Linked DNA regions of Pan troglodytes: regions 1 and 2 are each linked to region 3. The links are chromatin contacts, called in public Hi-C maps. All regions are on one chromosome and are shown on one strand. Each heading gives the region's core, a stretch centred on a gene start, on an enhancer-like site or on the middle of the called end of the contact. The rest is flanking DNA. Distances are from core to core; before and after follow the strand shown.

Evidence for each region. A called contact is a pair of places that touch in the nucleus more often than the background predicts.
Region 1: a Hi-C map of stem cell-derived neural progenitor cells shows a contact between it and region 3, with 5 times the contacts expected there. The contact joins two enhancer-like sites. A contact is called at or near these places in 2 of 7 Hi-C or Micro-C datasets (blood and stem cell-derived neural progenitor cells) and 1 of 1 datasets of contacts at active chromatin or transcription factors (stem cell-derived excitatory neurons).
Region 2: a contact with region 3 is called in a Hi-C map of induced pluripotent stem cells, with 2.5 times the contacts expected there. The contact joins two enhancer-like sites. A contact is called at or near these places in 3 of 7 Hi-C or Micro-C datasets (blood, induced pluripotent stem cells and stem cell-derived neural progenitor cells) and 1 of 1 datasets of contacts at active chromatin or transcription factors (stem cell-derived excitatory neurons).

What each region holds. Positions count from the first base shown.
Region 1 is chr1:169,665,800-169,669,542 of NHGRI_mPanTro3-v2.0_pri, reverse strand. All of the region lies in intron 4 of NFIA (nuclear factor I A), which reads left to right. Among named protein-coding and RNA genes, the nearest start is that of NFIA, 260 kb to the left of the region's middle. Within about 2 kb of position 1,557, at least 12 of the 24 cell types and tissues checked have an H3K27ac peak or open chromatin away from gene starts, as enhancers often do. A contact at or near this core is called in stem cell-derived neural progenitor cells, where this site is marked.
Region 2 is chr1:169,549,161-169,553,030 of NHGRI_mPanTro3-v2.0_pri, reverse strand. All of the region lies in intron 10 of NFIA (nuclear factor I A), which reads left to right. Among named protein-coding and RNA genes, the nearest start is that of TM2D1, 280 kb to the right of the region's middle. Within about 2 kb of position 2,305, at least 12 of the 24 cell types and tissues checked have an H3K27ac peak or open chromatin away from gene starts, as enhancers often do. A contact at or near this core is called in induced pluripotent stem cells and stem cell-derived neural progenitor cells, where this site is marked.
Region 3 is chr1:169,953,588-169,957,190 of NHGRI_mPanTro3-v2.0_pri, reverse strand. No RefSeq gene overlaps it. Among named protein-coding and RNA genes, the nearest start is that of NFIA, 27 kb to the right of the region's middle. Within about 2 kb of position 2,065, at least 16 of the 24 cell types and tissues checked have an H3K27ac peak or open chromatin away from gene starts, as enhancers often do. A contact at or near this core is called in induced pluripotent stem cells and stem cell-derived neural progenitor cells, where this site is marked.

The sequences.
Region 1 (3,743 bases), core at 308-2,807, 290 kb after region 3:
CTTAGGGTTCACTCTTGTACATTCTGTGGGTTTTGACAAATACATAGTGACGGGTAGCTACTATTATGGTATCATATGGAATAGTTTTACTGCCCTAAATATCTCCTGTTCTCCACCTATTCATTACCTCCCACTCCCCACCACTGATCTTTTTACTCTCTCCATAGTTATGCCTTTCACTTAGATGTTTTTAATGGTCTCAGTGTCCTACAATCTCTGACTATTTTGCAGATTTCTTCTTAACCTTCTGTTATCTATCCCAGCCCTATCCAGTCCCCTGCAATTATACCTAATTATGACTACTTACATGGGCTGAAAATTTCACAATCATTAATGATGGCTTAGGTTGAGATTTTTCTCCCTTTCTGGATCTTTAGTATTCGATTTTTAAATTTGCTAATACAAATATTTACTTTCACTAGGTTTCCAGTTAGTTTTTGTTTTTCATTTTCTTCCTTTTAAATGTAAGAGAGGAAGGAGGTGCTATTTCAGTATTTCCTCATGTGGATTCACTGAAATAACTATGTGCTAAGTGTGTTGTTTTTAATAGCGTTACTACCAAGGTGGCAATGGCAGAGAAACTCAGGAGAAAGCTGCTGGCTTAGCCTCACAAATTCAGAGGTGAGGGATTAGGCAACAAGGATGCTTGCCATTGAATTATACTGATCAGATATATGAACCTGTTGGAATCAGGGACTCCTGCTGGCCAACTGAAGCTGCAACCTTCCGTGAACTCGCCTTTCCTCCTTGCCTCCTGCCCACCACCTTTTAATTTTTTTTTTTCATTATCATCTAAAGTCCATGAAAGGCAAGAATGGAAAGTTCTGCTTCCATGGCAAAGAAGATACTGTAGCATAAAAATCTATATTTGTTCTCTTGCTAGTTTTTCCCCCATGTGGTAGGACCATCTGAAAGTAGCTCAATTATTTATTGCCTTGTTCCAGGGGAGGAGGAAAATACAGACCACTAGATGCTGTGCCAGAGAGAGAGAGAGAAGTATTCTCTGCTTTGGGGAAGGGGGTTTTACAAGTGTTAACAATGTGGTTCAGAATCACTAAAGTTGTTTTAGCATAATACTATGAGGAAAGAGACAAGAACCATCTGTTGAAATGGCTCTTACATGATGCTGCATTTTCAAACAAAGCCTTCTCAAGGCATTTTTAGATTGGTCTCTTTCCCTTGAAGTTGCTACAAAGAGAGCCCACTCTACTAGCTGCTAAATGATGCTGCTTAGATAGCTCTCTCTGTCAGCACCCACTCTTTTGTTTATTTTGCGCTAGTGTTTTCCTCAAAGTATGAGTGCTAAGACCGTCAAATATCACTCCTGGTATGAACCCAGAAAGTTCTCCTGAAAAATCCACTACTTCTGCCCATTTCCTTCCAAATTGCTGACTCTATTTTACTTGAAGTTGGTGGAGTGACTTCGAAACCCTAACTACTTCACTGGGAAAGAGGAAAACCGCAAATACACACAGGCCATTGTGACTCTGGCCTGGTGGGCTCTAATTTTCTAGCGGCGGTTTGTACACCCAAGCCGGCTGCAAGGGTTAAGTAAACTTCGTGGCTAAGGATGACTTCATGGCCCCGGAATTTTGAAAAGCCAGGATTCTCAGTACACTGTGGCCAGCCTTAGAGTCTTTGGGTGTGAAAACCACTCTCAGTTACCCAGACTGATTTTTGGTTCCTGTTGCAGTGCTGCAGAATCTATTAAAATCCGGCAGCTGAATTGTCCTGGCTCTGCCACAAAGCTCAGCTGCCGGGTCCACTACAGGATTCCTGAGTTGTTTGTCAATGGAGAGTGGGAGTGAATGGAACCAGGCATATGCCTCAGCCTGGCATGAGGTGGCACCCTAGTGGCTGTTTTCTGCCTTAGAAATGTGCGCTCTTTCTATATTTTCACACAGGAATTGTCATTAACATCCAAATTGCAGTTCATTTCTAAAGTTCTTTTTGAAGTCTCTGGGTCCTTGTTACGTTTTCAAGTACCCATATTCAGATGCTTAGATTTTCAGGCTAGTAATTTAGTAAGAACTATTGGCAATATTCTAACCTGACATGGTGGAACTTCTAAGACAGAATGAACTCGGCTACAAGGCACAACAAGAAAACGAAACTCTTGGGTAGGAACAAGCCCAAACTTGAAAATACAAAATGTTCTTGCACAGAAGGACTAATGAGGAAATGGGTGTAGGATAAGAAATTCCAGACGTCCAGTCATTTGGGGTGCCATTTAAACATTCGCAGTACTTTAGATCTTAATTAAAGTGGGATAGATTTAAAACTTTCTTTCTAAACTAGTGGCCCGTTGGTTTTCCTGTGTTTAAGTAACACGATAGCTGTGATCATTGCATGGAAATTAATTTTAAAAATAGCTTATATTCTTAAGCAAGATCTTCTTTCAAAAGAAACCATTTGGGCTCGAGCATTAAAGGAAGAAACAAAAAGAATATAATAAAAAATAGATTGCAGCCCCAGCATGAACAGTTGCCGTGACCTTGCCTTTTGTTTGCCATTACACAATTCAATGGCAGTCTACTCAAACTATGTGCTCGATCAATATCCTATTAAAGCAGCACAAAAAGTCTCCATAAACTTAGTGGTTAGCTATGTTTATAAATGGAACTCGGCATAATTAGATGGTCAATAGCAGGCTCTACTAGTAATTTTAAAATGAACGTCACACATTTTATATCTGTAGAAGTCAATGGCACCTCTTCTAGAGTGAAGGTAGAGTGTGGAGCAGACAAAAGAGTGGGTGGCCCTTTAAAAAAAATCATAATGTCTATTTCCAAATGTAGTTTTTAAAGAAAATCTAAGTTATGGAAGAGAAAATTCTGATTGGCCCCTATATATTTTTATTTTGCCTATCTGAACCACCTTCTTCTGAATATATTATGACTTTGCAAATGTTACATTTTCTAGTTTTAATCAACCCCTCATAGAGAGGTAAAATAATAAATATTGCCATACTCGTAGGAAGAAGAATAACAGTCTGGCTGGCTTAATTCAGCCAGCTTCCTCTACTATAATTCAATAAATTTTCAAAATAAATATTGAAATTGAATTAGTTCAGGAGGATGTTTTGTTGTATGATTTTTTCCTTTTAATTTTCTTGACATGTTTGGGGTGAATATTTGGGTAGTAAAGCTGGCAGCAGGTGCAATGGACTGGCAGTAATAGAAATTGTCGTCAAACTACGCTTTCTTCTGAATCCTAGCTCGCAGTATGGGTGGCCAAGCTTGATTTTTTCCTATCCTACCCTCCTCACCTAATGAAGCCATGTAAGGTGAGAGTATCCCCACCCTTAGACTGACTCTGTCCTCAGCTGACTCAGCCCTATGAATTAAAAGGTGCATATACCTTGTGTTCGATATGTGCCCTGGCAGTTGTCATGGACCACTGAGCTGTTGAAATTAGAACTATGGCAGGAATACGCTTATGACATTAGTGTATCCTTCAGTCACTGCTCTGCATGAAGGTCGAGTCCTTTCTCTTACATGCATACTCCTACAATCTTCCTGGTTAGAGCTGGCAGTGAGAGTTCTCATGGTAGAATTTGAGGCCCTTTTGATCTCTGTTCTCAGCTGAAGCTTCTGATAAATTTACCAGACTATGAATACTCTTATTATAAAGATTTGAACTGGGGAGAAGCACAACATACCCCTTGATGTACACACTAATGTGTTGTCATGGTCTCTATTCGTATGTTCATCTATTTCTAGGTCATTCATCAGTTATGCTTT
Region 2 (3,870 bases), core at 1,056-3,555, 400 kb after region 3:
TAACGGGCGGCAAGTGTGATAAAACTCCTTAGAGAACTGTGAGGGGAAAAAGTCGTGCTGCAATGGTTAAATGAAATTTTATAAGCACATTCAGTGTGGAGCTGTTTTGCATTACATGAGTTGAATACCTTAGAGACGCCACATCTGCAGGCACTTTATTAAATCCTTAGTCAGCACTTTTCCAACCTGATGAGATTACTTCTTCATTTGACTGGAGAAAAGGAAAGCTGAGCTCTTGTCCTGGACTGCAGATTTCTTTTGATGTTTCACCTTGAACATTGAAAGAGGACAGTCACCCCCCTTCCCTCCCCAGTCCCGCTCAGCACATCCCAAACTCTAGACATTGTGAATGTTACCGACTAATTTTACGTAACTGGAGCCTTGGTGGGAGGTGTGGATTTGTGGACCTCCACAACAACTATAGCTGAAAGTTTCTGAGGAAAAAATAGATCAAAGCTCTGTGTTTACTTAATGTAAATGTATCAAGATAACATCATCTTATATTGCATTGTAATAATGCCACTCACTGCACATAGGGAGGGAGATTCCTTTGTAGTCCATTTGGATACAGTAGGGTAGATTAAGGGGCTATAAAGTACGAAGGCAGAAAACATATGAAACCTATGCTTATGTCACTAAATGTCTGAGGATGGTTTTTGTTTAATGTGTTCCCATTTTCCCAGTGATTTGCTGCTCAACCCCAACAATCGAATAAGCTCAGATTTCTTTTATGTTTTTCCTATATGACCCAAGAAGAAAATATGCAGAATCATTCCTCAATTAATGTTCTAAAATTTGTACTGCTTGCATAATAGAAATTATAAGAAAATATCACAAGAGAAAAGTAGGCTTTTACAAACATTATATTGTCCATCTGGTGTTACTAGCAGCTCATGGAAGTTTCTAGGAATTGACTGGCTTACACATGTGTGACTGTCACACTCATCCCAATGGGATTATGAGTGTCTTTACAAACTGATTAGGAGAAAATTCAGGGAGATGTATGAATTATTATTATTATTATTATTATTAGAACTATCTGCCATCTCTGCAAATAAATGATTTAATCAGAGACTTCAAAAAAAAAAAATTCCCTGTGTGGTTCCCCTAACCAACTTCCTATTCTGGAAAACCTTGGTCAAGTAGCTGGGTTAATTGTCATGAAGATTAGTGTGATGTTGAAATAAGTACTAATGGTCAAATTATAGGAGTGAACAAGTTTAAGAATAGGTTTTGGTTTGGGCCTGAAAGGGTTAATTAAGGTTTTTTCACGGGTTATTAAAGACCCCCAACCTCTGCCTTCAGGAGTCATATTGACACCCCACCACAGGGCAGCTCAGCCCCTCTATTGACATGTTGCTGGTCAGAGCACAATAGCCTTCTGTGTCTGCAAATCATTGCTAAAATCATCTCAAGGAAAAAAAAAGTTTGAAAGCTTTAACGTTAGACAAAAGCCCAAGAGTTGCAGCGCGCAGCTCAAAAACCTGGAGTCAGCAACTTCTATTGATTAAAAACTAACCTTTAAAGTAACTCTGAGAGTGTGTGGTTAGCATTTAAATTTAAACATGTCATGAGTTGATTTGTGTTACTGAATACCAACTCAGAAGGAGTAACATTCACATCGCATTTTTTTTTTCTAATTCCCTTAAGCAGCTAAAGTATTTCATGAAATGTCAATAGGGCAAAAAGAAAAAGAGGAGGGGGGCTGATGCTGGGCCTGGTAGTTTTCTTTCCCATGCAAATATCCACCCCCCAAAAGAAAAGTGTGGAGAGTGAAACACAATAATTAGTCCTTTGTCTAACTTTCCCAAGTGCCAGAGAAAGACAGATTAATTAAATATACAACAGTGTTGGTTTTTGGAGTGGGGGTCTTGCTTGCTGTGTAGGTCATAAATTAGGCAGAATAAATACTTCAATGTGTTTGCAGTGGGCCTGCTACGTCAGAACCACTGGAAGGTTGGTGGGAGGAGAGCAGAGGGTTTCTTGCTAATGATAGTCACGTCTGGGTCTGTCTGGTTGCTCTTAGCAACCAGACATGATGTAACACCAGGATGAACTTGAACTTGGGGGACTTGAAAAGAGAACAATAGACCAGAGCAATCAATAAAGCCTATTTCAGTGAAGGATTACAGAGCTGCTCTGGGGTAACCTTGTCGGCAAGGCACATACTGAATAGTAAGATGTGTGAAGAAACTTTTTTTTTTTTTTTTTTTTGCGCTTTGCTTTTTAAGAGAAGTGCAGAGGCACTGCAGATTTTTGTAGTGCCCTGAGGTCTCGTCCAGAAACTGTGGTGTGGAGAACTGCTCCCCCTGCTGACTCACTGGGTGCCAGGCCTTTGCTTCAAGAACTACCTTAGTGTCAGATTGAAGAAGTCTGGAATTTCACAACCGACTTAGAAAGTGTGAAAACAGAAATAGTAAGCATTATTCCCCGCACCCAAAGTTTGAGCCTGTTTTGTAGAAGGGAGGAAGCGGCTCTAACGTGGATGAGAGTCAGCTGTTAGGTAGAGGCCTACTAGAAACACGGTTTGGGGCTTGCTTTCTCTCTCCTTTCTCTCTCCCTCTTCTTTCTTTTGTCCAGCTAGATTTAGGCCATGTGTATTTGCCAGGCTGATTTCCTTTCAGGACACAAGAGGCTTTATTGTGTTCCTCAAAGCATGTGGTCAAAGAATAACATCTGAAAGTCTACAGGATGCGTAGTTTTTCGGTCTGGGCTTAAGTTTTTTAAACTCCTCTGGAAATCAAAGGTGGCTTGTGTGACTAGGAAATCTTATACCAAACTCCATGTAGCTATCACTTAGCCATTCATCCCTGGGGACCAAATGAGTCCTTACGTTACCTAATGGAATCTCTTCCACAGGGATGATCCTTCACTTGCCTGAAGCAACCCAATCAGAACCCTTTCTGATACCGTCAACTTAAAGAATTCAGAAGCATTGGTTTTTGTTAGGCCTTGGTAATTTTTCTGTAAATAATGATAAATGTAGTGAATTTGTCAAGGTATCTCTAGAGAAAAGTCGGCAAAAGCCACATACTTTTTTATTTCACTGGAGAAACTAACTCTGATGTTAGTCCATAATTGCTCATTCTGTCTAGCTAACAGAAAAAGAAATGCCAGCAGATAAAGTGATATATGACCAGACAATTGCTCAAAGCTAATCACCTAAGGATTTACGAAAGGAAAAGGTAACCAGTAACTGGGCCTGGCAGGCACACAGAAGGCTCTAAATAAATGCTGCATGGACGCAAGCATGAATGAAGGGTACGCAGTGGCCTCATTTTTCTTTTGGACAATGTGGTACTTAATAGAGTAAAATCTTGATCCTGCTTAGTTATTATGTTTCATGCTTGAAAATACCATTTTAGATATATTGGGCTGAAAGGAGCATCTTCCCTCATAAAATCCTACATATGTAAGGAAGGAAAAATACTGTGACTTGCTCAAAATCACCCAGGAAGACTGGGTCCAGCACTTTTTCCACCTTACCTCCACTTATTCTTGTGTCGCTATTGACCATCTGGGCCTGTTAGGAGAGTGTCACAATCATGGCTTCAGTGCCTGCACCTCATTTGAAAGGAGAAGTTGAAAATCATCAGAGTAGCCATTCATTGCCACATGAAACCCCTCCCTTCACCCATTCTCCATTCATTCAACTCTTCTTCATTAAGAACGTTCTGTATTCCAGGCACTGGGCTAGGCACTGAGGATTGAATGATAAACAAGATGGTCAAGTTTCCTGCCCTCCTATAACTGCCCCCATCAGTTAACAAAACCCTTATTTGTATTTCAAGTGAACAGAAATACCTCATTCTGTAAGATACACTCAGAATGTTGGAAAACCCCAACGAAGACAATGAATTATAATTTCAG
Region 3 (3,603 bases), core at 816-3,315:
TGAGATTGTGAAAATGATAATTAAATCATTTAATAGAGGCAAATGATAATAAAAATAGTAAATAGTAATAGTAAGTCATCCACAAATATAAGATGTTGTTTGGTTTTTTTGGTTCGTTTTGTTGTTGTTTTTGAGACAGGTCTAGCTTGTCACCCAGACTGGAGTGCAGTGGTGCCATTTCAGCTCAATGCAACCTCAGCCTCCCAGGCTCAAGCCATCCTTCCATCTTGGCTGTCGAAGTAGCTAGGATTACAGGCATGGGCCACCACGCCCAGCTTTTTTTTTTTTTTTTTGTAGAAATGGGTTTCTCTGTGTTGCTCAGGCTGGTCTCCAGCCTCTGGGCTCAAGTGACCCGCGCACCTCCCAAACACTGGGATTACAGGCTTGAGCCACCACATAGCCATTGTCTTTTTTTTTTTTTTTTTTTTCTCTGAGACAGAGTCTCACTCTGTTGCCCGGGCTGGAGCACAGTGGTGTGATCTCGGCTCACTGCAGCCTCCACCTCCCAGGTTCAAGTGATTCTCCTGCTTGACTACTGAGAAGCTGGGATTACAGATGTACCACCACGCCCAAGTAATTTTTATATTTTTATTAGAGATGGGGTTTCGCCATGTTGGCCAGGCTGGTCTCGAACTCCTGACCTCGGGTGATCCGCCCACCTCGGCCTCCCAAAGAGCTGGGATTACAGATGTGAGCCACAGCACCCGGCCTACAGCCGTTGTCTATGAGGAGATAAGCTGGTTATCAAAACTCCCCGTAACCCATCCTGTTTCCTACTCAAACACTGAAACCTCTTAGCTCTCTCCCACTTCCTCTAAGGCCCTAATCTTCAAGGAACAGAAAGAAGCTAAACAGTCTTACAAGTTAGATTTCTTAGAATAAAAGATGGGTCTTCACATTAGAAATAGGTGAAAGTTGGCTGGGTGCGGTGGCTCAGGCCTGTAATCCCAGTAATCCAAGCACTTTGGGAGGTCGAGGCGGGCAGATCACCTGAGATCAGGAGATTGAGACCAGCCTGGCCAACATGGTGAAACGCTGTCTCTACTAAAAAATACAAAAAATTAGTCGGGCATGGAGGCGCGTGTCTGTAGTTCCAGCTACTCAGGAGGCTGAGGCAGGAGAATTGTTTGAGCCAGGGAGGCAGAGGTTGCAGTGAGCCGTGACCGCGCTATTGCACTCCAGCCTGGGAAACAGAGAGAGATTCCGACTCAAAATAAATAAAAAAATAATTAAAAACTATTTTTAAAAAAGAAAGAAATAGGTGAAAATTCCTTAGAAGGCACCTACAGCTTCTTACCTACATCTTCTCATTAAATTCTCACAATGACTCTATCAGACAGGTACCACTATTCCCTCTTTTGAGGGATGAGGAAATAGAGACTCAGGGAGATAAAGTAACTTGCCCAAGGCTACACAGCTATTCTCAAGGAAACATAGTGCATCCCATGAAAATAGCCTGGAGTCGAGATACTGGAGTCAAAGTGCAGCCAAAATTGTCAGGGTGCAACCTGCCTGTCCAATGAGAGCTGCTACTTCTTTGATACTGGAATCCCCCAATTCCTGAAATTAACACCCAGTTCTCCACTCCCCAAAAGCACACGCTGAGTGCCCTCAGGGCTCTTGCTGTTGCCAACAGACCTATAACTCGGTACAGGCTCAGGCAGCTGAGAGGAGGCTGTGGACACAACAGGCCTTGCTAGGCTTGCTGGGACGGGGCCACATTACTTTGCAGGCGCGTCTTTCTCCTGCCTGCTATCTAGAGCTCGCCTGTAGGTGGCGCCCTGCTTCGCTCAGGGGAATTTGGAGGGCGAGGACACGGGTCACCAGCTGCCTCCCCTGAAGGCCAATTTAAGTTGTCCCCTGGCTTGAACTGAGCGCAGGAACCTCGGTGATGGGGACGTGCCCCCCTCCCCGCGCGCTCTTCCTCTCTCAGCCCCCCTGCCCTCCCCTCTCCAGGGGCTGGCGGGCCCGCGCTTCCTCCGAGGTCGGGCTACGCGGCGCGATCTCCAAGCGCTGGGGCCGAGCCTGGCGCTCCGGGGCGGCGCTTCGGTCCCCGACCCTCGGGCCGGCCCGCTGGCCCCCACTCCGCTTCCTCCCGGCACCCGCTTCGCCGGCAGCTGTAGCGGAGGTGGAGGGATGGGGGACTGTGACCCCCGTGAGTGCCGGCGGGGCGGGGCAGCTTAAAAAACTTCTGAAAGGCCTGGTTCAAAGCCTCAAAGGATAGAACTTGGGCCGGAAGGCGGTTTCCACGGAGGGGCCTAAAAGGGGGCTGGGGGTGCACCTGCAGGGCCAGGAGCTGCGGCTTGGGAAGGGGGGCCCGGTCACCGCGAGCGCCGCAGTCCCCGCCCCGCACTCGCCGCCCCTTGGAGCCGCCGCGGCCCCGCCCGGGCCCTGCGCTTTCATCCTCCCCACGGGACAGCGGCCGCGCGGGGCGGGGGCGGCTCTGGCCGGCGCGCTCCCCGCGGGGTCTTCCTTCCCTCCGGCCCCTCCCTGGGAACCCGAGATTTCGCCGCAGAGCTGAACTCCCAGATTTTAACCCCAACCCCCCCGGGCGGGAGGCCGCGGAGAACCGGGAGTCGCGACCGAGGAAGCGTCCCCAGTCACCTCCTGGCCCCCCACACAGAGCCCCGGGGAGGGTGAGGAGGAGGAAGAGCGGGAGGAAGACCCGCGCCGGTGGGTGGGGGCAGGGAGGGGGCGTCCGGGGTCGCAGGGCGGCGCTCCGGAGAGTGGCCCCGGCGGCGTCCGGAGTCGCCGCGGCCGCCGTGCCACCTCGGGCAGGTGGGGGGGGAATGCGCGGCCGCCGCCAACCAGGGTCGCTCCGCCGTAGACGCCGAGCAGACGCGGTCCGGCGCTCGGCCGGAGAGCCGGCTAAGGGGCTTTTCATTAGCACCGCATTAGGAGGACACTCATCCTCCAGAGTCCTTCCCGTGGAAGCTCTTGAGTGAATTAGGTAAATGATTTGCTCCATTTGTAGTTTCTGAAGATATTTTCTCAGATCTTCAATTGAGCGCTTTAGCCAGGGAGCATATCTGTGGGGGCCTCCTTCCCACTGCCTAGGGTCTCACTCGGTGACAATTGCTGAGTCAGTGAGGACGTGTGGGGAAAGGTAAAAGTGGAATTGAGCAAAGCTGAGTAATTTAGCTAAGGAAGAGAAATCGCTACTGAAAATAGAATAGTTTAAAAATAAACTACATAAAGTTTATTCTTTTGCTTGGAGTCCTGCTCCTTGATCCGAGAAAGTAAAATCCATCAGAGTTGGGAGTTCCCCCCCCCCCATTAGCATTTATTACACTTTTTCAAAGTTACTGAAAGACTTCTTTTAGTGAATTTTAAGAAGCAATCGTGGTTGACATTACAGGCATCAAAGGTTTGGAGAACAGATGGGTAAACTTCCGAAGAGCTTAGTTGCAACACTAGCTCTCAAATTTAGTGTCAACTTTTATTTTAAAAAATAGAATAGGGTGGTGTTTTTATTAAACTTTTATATTTCAAGAGGTAGAGAACACCGAAGAGGAAAGAGACTGAAGGGAAAGTAGGGTGTTGGAAACAAAAAGAGAAAGGCGAGATTGACTGTAACATTCTGGTCTTCAACGAGTCCCAAGT